2 separate regions of the Rattus norvegicus genome follow, and region 2 is linked to region 1. Evidence: chromatin contacts called from public Hi-C data. All regions are on one chromosome and are shown on one strand. Each heading gives the region's core, a stretch centred on a gene start, on an enhancer-like site or on the middle of the called end of the contact. The rest is flanking DNA. Distances are from core to core; before and after follow the strand shown.

Region 1 (5,314 bases), core at 188-2,687:
AAAGTCAATGGGGAATAAGGGGAAATGTCTTTAAATTTAAGATTGTCTTAGGAACCATCTGTATGAAACATCTGTTTTCTGAACTATAGATACAACGAAAACATAAGTTATGCTTTCTGCAATAAATTTCTATAATGTGTCTCTTTGTACCAGACATGGTCCAGGGAGCAGGAAAGAGAGAAGGCCAATGAATCAGAAATGAGGACATCATTCACCATTGCTGAGTCATTCACTTTGAGCCATTGATGCCTGAAAATGACAGCCTGGTTTCACCCAGTCCAAAATAAAAGGCAGGCCAAAATGGTTAGCATCAGGAAAGTGGGGTCTACAGTCAACGTGGCTGACAATAATGAGTCCACATTGATATCTATAAATAGCCACAGGCAAAACATGGCTCCTGTCCTCAGAATTAATCCCTCTACTCTGACCCTGCCTCTAAATTTTCCCCTGAAGATGCTGGAACTAGGATTACCTCTGACCTATCTGTTCAGTCTTTCTAATGATGACTTCGTCCACTAAATTAGGTCCCCTCTCTCCTAGATGCTTTATGTCCTCAGGTAGCAGAGAGTGGTTTCCTCTACGGTTCCGCATATATTTCAAAGAATACAGCTCATAAAAACGTTTAAAAGATGTTTTACTCTTTCAGTGAAAGGGGCAGGTTTGGTTTAAATTTTGTAGTTGACAACCGAGAACGGCAGCAAGTCCTCCCGTTTCCGAGGAGATCCCTAGATGTGGACGTCTATCGCTTAATTCAGAGAGCCGCTAGTCTTGCCTCTGCCTTCTGTCGTCATTGGATACTATGTATAGACGTGCTTACTGCCTTTAGCCCTCAGTAGCAATTGTTCCGTTATTGCTCATTTCCTCTGCTTTTTTCACATGCCAAACTGGAGTAGAAATGTATAAGATGTCTAAGAACTCAGAAAAACGTAAATACTCCCGGAGGCAAATAAAAAAGAAAATTTTCTTGTCTGCATTTAGTGAAAAAAAAAAAAAAGATGGCCTCACAGCTCAGTGCCAAAGCTTCGAATCTCTGCAAAATCCATTATGCTAGGAATGAATCCAGCCTAAATAATAGAGTAAATTATAAATGCAATCCTTTGAACTCACGGGGCTTTTCTATGAAACATCCATTTGTTTACCAAATGCCTTCATTCTTTTGATTTTCAGGCCTACTCTGGTTGAAAGGACAGTCACTTCAATAGGTGTGTGTGCCTTACTAGATACATGAGCATGAGTAGTTCCATCCCCTGATCACTAGGAGTTCTAATTATTAGGTCAGTTAAAGAAATCTCAGTTCAGGGACTAGGTCTGGTATAAACAGAGACTAACCAGGCAGAGGGAGTGCTGCTTGTGAGGGGAACAAGCCATCCTGTGTGGCTTGCAGGAAGGGGTAGGCATTGCACTATTTTAGGCTGGAGCAGGATGAGAACCAATTTGCATTTTAGACAGATCACTATGGTGATGCTGAGTTGGAAGGAGGCCATTTGGGAAGCAGGGAGAACGAGGAGGACCAGAATGCTGCAGCATCAGTGGCTAAGCAGAAGAGGGAGAAACGGTGATTAGATTCGGGGTGGACGAGGGCTGAAAGCACGGGGTAGGTGCTGCTTGCTTTGCTATGCTCACAGTGGAGTGGTGCGCTCAACACAGGAAGTCTTAACTGTAGGAAAAAAGGGAATAGCTTTGTTCACCTAAGGGACTGTGCCCTCTGCCCGAGCCAAAACATTTTCTTTTCCTTCAGAGTCCTAACAGCAGTACAGTGAAGTGAACTGAGCATCTAACCTGAACTGCATATTTGCACTCAGAACTCAGACAAGCCCTATAAATGACATTTAACTGGGGCTGGCTTACAGGTTCAGAGGTTCAGTCCGTTATCAACAAGGTGGAGGCATGACAGCCTCCAGGCAGACATGGGGGGCTGGAGGAGCGGAGTTCAACATCTTTATCCAAAGACAGACAGGAGAAGACTGGCTTGAACCTAACTAGGAGGAGGGGTCCCAAAGCCCACCCTGACAGGGACACACTTGCTCCCACAAGGCTACGCCTAATCCGACAAAGCCACACCTCCCAAAAGTGCCACTCCCTAGAACAACCATATTCAAACCACCACAGATTAATACTGAATACAGGGAGAATTCCCTCCAGACTTGTTCTGCATTACATTCTGAATGACCTTGTTCTAGATGTAAATCAACCTCTGCGTAGAAAGGAACTAGAGGTTAGCCCCTGAAGCAGTTCAGATCCTTGACACATTAGATGCCTCTGTGGAAAAGGAAGCCCTGAAGAACAATAGACACACTAAAAAAAAAAAAAAAAAAAAAAAAAAATGCGTTTCTCTAAATAAAGACAGAGACATAAAAAGCAAAGCAATTCAGCGAGATTGGATTGTCAGAAAAGTGCTGATCTTGAGTTAGGGATCTAAATTTATCAGGAAAATCACTTAAAATGTGTTTAACTGAGATGGAGAACTCGGGAGAGGGTTGGGTCTAGTATATCTCTCTTCCCGGGAACTAAGTTAAGCTGCTATTTCTCTGACCATCTTGCAGGTGTGTTCTTCAGTGACTATGCTGTCTTTATTCAGTAGTTCCTTCTCCTTTGCTTCTGCCAGGCATCCTCCCAGAACAGAATCCCTAGTTCTGTCAGATATGACCTATGACCTTAGCTCCCAGTAAGGCTGTGACCGGAAGTGGTTCTAGGACTGCATGGACTTGACTAGACTGTCCCAGTGTTTTGGTGGCAGGTATATTTCCACTATAACTAGGAGATTTGGGTTCTTTTTGGGCTTATTTTCCATTTGGCTCTGACAAGAAGTAGAAACACTGCTTTTTAATGCTGCAGCTAAGAAGATGCAGTCGCAAATCTGACAGTGAAAAATGTTCTGCAGAGAAAAACCTGAAAAATAAAAATTAAAAAAAAAGTGATGGAAAGGAAAGACACCTCAGAAATATTTGAAAACATTCTAATCTAAAATCTTTGTTTCTTGTTCTGAAATTACTTTTTGTTTTTTTAAAAAAAAATTCAACTCTAATTTTAGTCTTTTCTTTTTCCTTCTTTTCTCATTCTCCTTTTGTAATTAGTTTTCATTGGTTTTGTATATTTTCTATCTAAAAAATTCTTTGTGCTGTAGTAAGTTTTACTCAAAGTAAAAGAATTTTTTTTTACTTCATCCACGTTACAAGAAAATTAAGTACCTGAATGTCAGTGGCATACCAAATACCTCACATTTCCATATATCAATTTGCTCTCTGTCTGTCTGTCTGTCTGTATCAGCCCCTATCTATCTAGCTAGCTATATCTATCTCTATATATGTAGTAAGAAATATGTTTAACCATCTATTTATGTCTCCATCCGCATATCCTCCTTACCGTATTTTTTAATTAAATATTGTAGTAAATTTTGCCAGGAAAAAAAAATGGAAGGTTTTCGGTTTTGTTGCCAATAAAATAAAAGAAAGCTAGGCAAAATTTTGCAAATTTTAACTGAAATTTTACAAATATTCAGTAAAATGTGTGAGAGAAACATCTAAGTATTGAGAGAAGATCAGTGCTTATCAAGAGCACATCTTCATGGGGGGCATTCTCAGAAACAGGTGAGTGGGATTTCTGCCCACCACACAAGGCCATCTGGATCATACCAGAGACATTAATTACAATGAGATTTCGCAGGAGTGGCTACTCTGTCTACTTTTTAATTTGATTCTAAGGACAAAAAATATTAATGTTACTCTCCATCTTCAGGGAAAATTAGGTGCTAACTTCTGGTAGGAAAGAGATGGGGAGAGATAAAAGTAACTGCATACCACTCCTTAGGAGGCTTCATAAACCATAGCAGCAGGGCTTTGACGTACTCACAAGGTGATGCTAAGTCCACTATACTCACACTTCTGCTCTAGGGAACTGGTCTGATAAGAGATCATCTTCACAAACTGTTCTATAATCAAACCAAGTATGTAAGTTGGAAGAAGGTAGCTTCCCATGAAGACATAAACAATAACAGGAAATCTCTCTTCAGAATTGAAAAAGGATGGGTTTACCACATGGAATTAGAAAGCAGGGTTCTTAAGCATTTTTGTTTCATGAAATCCTTCAATAGTTTTATGAACCCCACAGGGTTCTTCCCTATCTCAGAAACAGGCTCAGTCATTCCCCCCGTTTTCCATCTCAGATACCCACGCTCTCTATTTCTCTTAACTGTAAACTTAAACACAGGAGTTAAGTTCTGCTGGCGCCATCTTCCTAGCTCAGAATTTCCACCCCATTCAAAAGTCTTCCTGATACCCTGTGTCCTTCTCCCTCATCTCTCACATCCAGTTCTGCACAAGAGAGGAAGACAGTATTTTTCAATGGATTTAAGAGAAGAACCAAGAATATAATGACTGCTCGTGCTTATTGATCATCGACCTAGATCTTAGCTTCTTTCTTGTTGCTGTGAAAAAACATTCTGATGAAGGCACTGGAGTGGAGAAATGGCTTATTTCAGTTTATAGCTCAAGCATACAGTTCATCATGGCTGGGCAACCAAGGCACAAGGTGCTTGAAGCAGCAAGTCACATTATGTTCATAGTCAGGAAGGAGACAGAGCAATGTATATTAGTGCTCAGCTCACAAACCATTTTCTAGGGAATGGTGGCACCCAGAGTGACACCTTAAATAGTCTAATCAAGATAATCCTTCACAGACATTCCCAGAGGCCCATCACCCAAGTGAATCAATAATGTGTCTAGTTGACAATTAACACAAGTCATCATGCTATTATATTATTGGATCTATTCTGAACCATGTTTCTTGTCTCATTTAAACATCTTTCAACAATTTCATACATTATATATTCTTCATGCGTTTTAAAGAAGGTGAGGCTGATACACTGACTAGGTAATCTACATAGCTAAATGAAAAAAATTAAAACACAAGTGTTTTACATGATCAAACAAATACAGCTCCTGAGCCTACTGTTAATTAAATACCTTTACACTTTCCATTTAATCCCATTTTCCTGTCTGCCATATCAAGGGGCCATGTTGCAGCATCACTCTCTTCCGTGATCCTGCAATCTCAAGGACTTTAACTTGTATATTTATTGTATATTGTATATTGTATATTGTATATTGTCCACCCCCCCCCAGATCTTCATTTACCTGACTCATTACTGAAGACAAGGCTTTATGTGGCCAACAGTGATTAATTGCCTATTCAGATCTGTCTCTCTCTTTTGTCCCTAACTTTTTTTTTAATATTTAGCCTTTGGTTTTTAGTCATATACTTAGGAAAATTGATTCAAACTCTGGGAACTTAATTGTTCTAAAACTTAAACCTTAGG
Region 2 (5,421 bases), core at 1,069-3,568, 120 kb before region 1:
CAGAGCCACAAAGCATGCATATTTATATAGGGTTTTCATGGTATCGATGGTAGTCTAACCTCACTTTTTGGATTTTTAAATAGTTTATAGATGAAGAGTAAACATCTCAGAGCACATGACTTTGTTCTAGCTCTAGGTAGAAATACTATAAGTTTACTGTAAACTCCCGGCTGCCTGCATATTTTTCTGGCTTGAGCGCTCTGACACTGGAAGGGGCTATTGGATAAGAGACCGAAGCATAGTCCAGCTTCTCAGGTCTGCTCTAGTCTATACATCTGGCTAAGATCACATAAGCGATTGCAAGCAAGTTTTCAGGAAATGGTGCCAAGACAGTTGCTCCCGGAATCCCTATCATTAATAATGATGAGCCTTTGTGGCTGTACCTCACTTCTGAAATCTTAAAGTGAATTTGAGTCAATGCACTAACAGTGACTATTAAATTTATAACCAAATAAGCACTTAAAGGAATACATCTACTTCAATATGCACTTTTAGGGGACATTTAAAGACACTTTGTCTCTCATGTTCACTGACATGTATGTGCTTGTGAGTATGCTCACATCAGTGCAGATGCCTGGGAAGGCAACAAGAGGGTGTCAGATTGCCCTGTGCTGGGGTTACAGGCAGTTGTGAGCAACTGGATAAGGGTACCGGGTTCTGAACTCAGGGATGCTGCAAACACGTTTGACTGATGAGCCAACTCCCTGGCCTCACGAGTCATTAAACAGCAACAAAACAGCGAAGGCTATTTATGATGGCCATGCTTTGCTTCCTTCCAATCTTTTAAAAAGACATATCTTCCTGTCTTTAAGAAAGCTTTAAGTGATTTATAATCAGATTTTTGTCAAGTTGCTGTGCCATGGGAAGTCAAGACTAAGGCACATATGGCTTAGCCTCACAGTGTGTTATTTCTCCTTTCTTGTGTAAGAGTCTGGTATTCCAACAAGACTGTCAGGAGAGGCTATGCTGATAAATTCCTCTGAAGTCTACAAAAAGTAAGGATCTTTCCCTAAAGTTCAGAAGAAATATACTGAATGCAGAATTCAGTACACAGTGGTATTTAGTGTGAGTTTCTGCTTATTTGGAGGCTTAAAATAAGGCCACCTGATTTAAGAAGAAAGAAAGTCTCCTGTGACAGCAGAGGACCCCATACCGAAATAAATTCATAGGAACTGCATCTGAGAAATCCATAGGGTATCATTAAAGAAAAAACCCAGGCAAACTAGCATTCTGACTCTGCGTATAGCCATCCAAATAATCTAACTGTTACGAAGGTGTGGAAATCAGAGAATCACCCGGGAGATATAAAGGTGTCATGGTGAGGAAGGCAAGGGCAGAAGGGACAACACCTCGTCTTACTCAAGCACTGCCCTGCTCCTTTGGCAGTTGTCCTCTTGCGAGCATCTTCGTATCCTGAGGCTTGGTGTCTGGTGATATCGCCACATCCCATCGCTACTCGAGCTGGACTACTGTGGACTCTTATCAGTGCAGAGACTCGGCCTCTGACACCTTAAGACGCAGTCTAGAGGTAATGCTTTCTACGTGCTTCTGGTTCGCCATCGCTCGCGGGTCACAGACTCCCAGTGAGACAAAATGCTGCAGCCTCGCGCCCTAGCATAAAGCTGTGGGAAGAGGTACCGAGGTTTTGATTGACAGCCTTGCTACCTGTGGCACTGTCAAGAGCTGAATGTCGGACATGGGCTCATGGCTTGGCTGTGCTGTCAAGTGTCCCCTTCATTTTGGAGAAGGCCCTTAACCTGCATGTGTCTTACCTTTCTTCATTTGATGAGTGGGAAGTTGTGTTTCCAGAATGCGCCTTTGGAAATGTGCTGTACTTGCTAGTCATTTCCTGAGTATTTATTATGAGGCAGGGGCATTGCTTTAGGCACAGGAGAGACTAGAGTGAGCAAACCAGGGGCAAGAATGATAGCAGTTGACAATTCTTTCCCTCCTTGTACACATTCATTATGCGTGTGCAAAAGGGCCTTTCTGTCAGCATTGGCTCTCTGTACCAATGATAACGAAATATCCAGAGCAAATCACAAGACATCATATTTTTGCTTATTTTTACATGTGTCTCTAGATCTTCTAAACACCAAAGATTCGTGTATACTGCTTTCAATTGTTTTCTTTGTTTTTACAGTTGCTTGGTAGAGAAGTTGTGAGATGCAGATTTCTTGGCATAAGGAAGTCCTTGTGTCTTAGCTCTTTCCAGGCTCTTCCCTAGTGGAAAGAGGATGACGTGCACCCATGATGTGGTCAGCCATGCACTAGAAGACAGCCCAGAGCTCTCCTGCAGGCTGCTCTGGCTCCCTGGCATGCTCAACCTCAGCCATGTGGTCTTCAGACTGCTGAGTCATGCTTCTGACACAAACCTGACGACCACGAACATGCTCACTTGGTTTTTCTTCTTCAGACGCATTGTCTTGGTAACCAGGCAGATGCTATGCTAATGCAGATTGGCAGACTTGAACTCAAACTACAAAAATATGATCTGTCTCATGGAAGACGAGAGACTCCAGAGACTTCAAGGTCATCCTTAGGATTTCTCTCGAGAGGCACGTAGTTAAGTGCTCCAAAGAGATATGTGGTCGTTCAGACAGGACCTCTGGTGACCACTGGGATTTAAGATCAGCACGAGAAACACTTCTTTTCATTTAAAATAAAATCCCTTTGGACTCTTTTCCTAATGTGCTGCCTGAGACTCTGCCAGTTTCTCTTCTTTTGGTGCCAGGAGCTCTGGGTCTGGGCACAGAGAGCTCAGTGGGGCAGAAAAGGCAGAACCTGCCTCTTCTCAAAATCCATCCTGTTCTCAATCTGGCTGCATCTTGCTCCTGAGCCATGAAGCCAGGGTTCACTGGAGGTCACCACAGCTCCTCGGGCTCATTCGGAGTTTTAATGTATTGCTGTGGAAATCATATTTAATCTCCTCTCCTCGGCTGGCTGGATGCTACAATAATATTACCCTGTGTTGCCACAATAGTGATTAAAACACAAGAACACGAAAGTCCTGCTTCCCTGGCTCTCTCTCAGGAAAGCACACGGGAGTCTGCAGGAAGAATGAGCCTTTTTGCAGCACACAGATATTCCCAGAAAGACCATTCCGAAGCCAGTTTATAAGGGCCTATGCATTCACCACTGCCATGTGGAGTGCCAGGGCTGCCAGTCGGTATTTTATTAAGCTTCTCTTCTGTCTGACTCATACTCACAAAATTTCTGACCATGGACTCGGAATTTACTGTAAAGTGAGTCATCCGAACAGAACCAATCAAGACTCTCCAGGCAAATTCAGCTCAGATTTGGAGCTGCTATTTCTATTCTCAAATGGCCTTTCCCTTTAGTATCAGGAAAGACATCAGCAAGACAGGTTCAAGTGAGTCTATTAAAGATGCAGACACGGATAAATCACCTTGAGCGATTCCGCGCCCAAAGCCACAGCCTCCAGCTGGTAAAAACGGGGACATTTGCTTTCCATCAGAAAGGTCACGGTTAGATCTGAGAAGCTGATTTTTTTTTTTTTTTGAGAGTGATGTGCTTAGCATGAGAAGAGCAAAAACATTCCTGACAAAGCAGAATGAAAATGAAGGTTTTATTTTTCCTTTCAGAAGAGCAAGATTCAAATCTAAGTCTGGAGCCAAGAGGTCATTTTGATAGACAGAAGGTTGTGTCCTTCCTCAGGTTCAGCACCTAGACCATTCCTGAGGTGACTTTCACCACTGTCTCACAAGTAGCACAGGAGTTGTGAGCACTCTGGAAGCCAAGCCTTCTTTGAACCTGGACAACTGAATGCGTAGTGTATCTTTTGAAGTGAGCCAGAAAAATATACACTACAGACATGGTGTCGTCAGTACGCAGATCAGCATAGAGGAGATTGGCTATCCCCTTCTGTCTCTAGGACAGTCACAAAGCCATAGCGTGTTTTCTCAACAGGCCATCACCATAAACTCTGGACTAACAGAAATCTTTGGGGCTATATGATCATAGTCAGAGCATGGCTTGTACTGGTGTTCTTGTGACAACATTCAGAGGCAAGGTTAATAAAAAAAAAGTTATTTGTGATTGATAATTCCTATTATATAGATTAAAAGGGGAAGCAGAAAGCAAGTCAAACTCCATGTAATCAAAGAGTGCAGGAGAATCTTTGTTCTTATGATGTAATGCCTTGGCCTTAGCATCGCTTCGATCAGAGTTTTTCTTTTGGGGCAGGAAAGGAAAAAACGAGGAGCTAGATGTGTGACACGGAACCTGAAATCTGAACTCACAGAGAAAGACAATGCTAACAGTTACCTGATCGCTTGTTATCTGAAGGTTAGAGAGTAGACAAAGGTTCTAGGAGATAACCAAGAAATAGTTCCATCTAAAGATAATTGAATCGTGGCAAATATTTTGAACAAAACTAAGAAAAATTCACCCTATTAATGCATCTTCTTCTAATAGCTGAGCAGCTGGGAAAAATTTTGTTTGTTCTTTCCTACAAAAGGAAAGGTGACTTCCCATCCTTCACAAGGGTTCTGTGGTTTTCAAAGTTATGTGTGTGTGAGATGGCCACAAGGGCAGAGTTATTGCATTGTAATGTATTCTGTACACCATATACCTTGACCAAGAACATCTTTCTGTCAAAGGTAATCTAGGAGAGGAAAAAGAACATTTAAGGCAAAGAGCAGGAAATTCCTAAAGAGATGCAACTATGAGAATTCACAGCAAACCTAGGCTTGGCCTGAGAGAACTGATCCTTGTCTTGTCCATGTGGCAGGCTATGGCTCACTGTATCCAATTCCAGAAGCGCACTGTCCCTTGGTAGGTTCTTGTTCCCGTTAGAGAGTGGTACAAGAACTGTAGCCCAGATCACAACTTTATAATGGAAACCAAACTGCTAAAAAAAATCTAAAAGTACCTCTGTATAGAAGTGTGACTGGCCATGGCCAATAGAGATAAGGGAAGGATGAGGGCATTATTAAGGTTTTTAACTGAACAAGTGCTATAAACCAGTTACTATGCAGGAGTTCCTTTATTCACTTTCCCATTGAATGTTCATCATGATAAACACTAGAAAGAAGGAATTTAGGAGTGAGACAGATTTATTTTCACTCACAGTCCTAAAGGTTTTGGTCCATGGTTACTGTGTCAAGATGAGACAAAACATCTTGGCAGATTGACGTTGCTCATTTCATTGCATCAAGGAAAAGAGACAGGGGGTGTGAAGCATCCTGTTACAGCCCATATAGATGGGCCAAGTAACACACAGAGCCACACTCCTGTGAGCTTCCTTCAGCTGGCTTCCACTGTCTCACGTTCTATCACCTCTCAAAGCAGTGACACTAAAATGAGAACCAAAGACTCAAAGTCTATAGGGATGCCTCACATTCAAACCAAGAAAAATGTTCTTCATCATGTGAGGATCAGAACTACTCACATTTCTAG

Evidence for each region. Hi-C and Micro-C count contacts between places; a contact is called where the count stands out from the background.
Region 2: a contact with region 1 is called in a Hi-C map of frontal cortex, with 1.6 times the contacts expected there. The contact joins two enhancer-like sites. A contact is called at or near these places in 2 of 12 Hi-C or Micro-C datasets (frontal cortex and prefrontal cortex).

The regions. Positions count from the first base shown.
Region 1 is chr1:6,359,909-6,365,222 of GRCr8, reverse strand. No RefSeq gene overlaps it. Among named protein-coding and RNA genes, the nearest start is that of Stxbp5, 210 kb to the right of the region's middle. Within about 2 kb of position 1,437, at least 25 of the 93 cell types and tissues checked have an H3K27ac peak or open chromatin away from gene starts, as enhancers often do.
Region 2 is chr1:6,479,743-6,485,163 of GRCr8, reverse strand. No RefSeq gene overlaps it. Among named protein-coding and RNA genes, the nearest start is that of Adgb, 240 kb to the left of the region's middle. Within about 2 kb of position 2,318, at least 23 of the 93 cell types and tissues checked have an H3K27ac peak or open chromatin away from gene starts, as enhancers often do.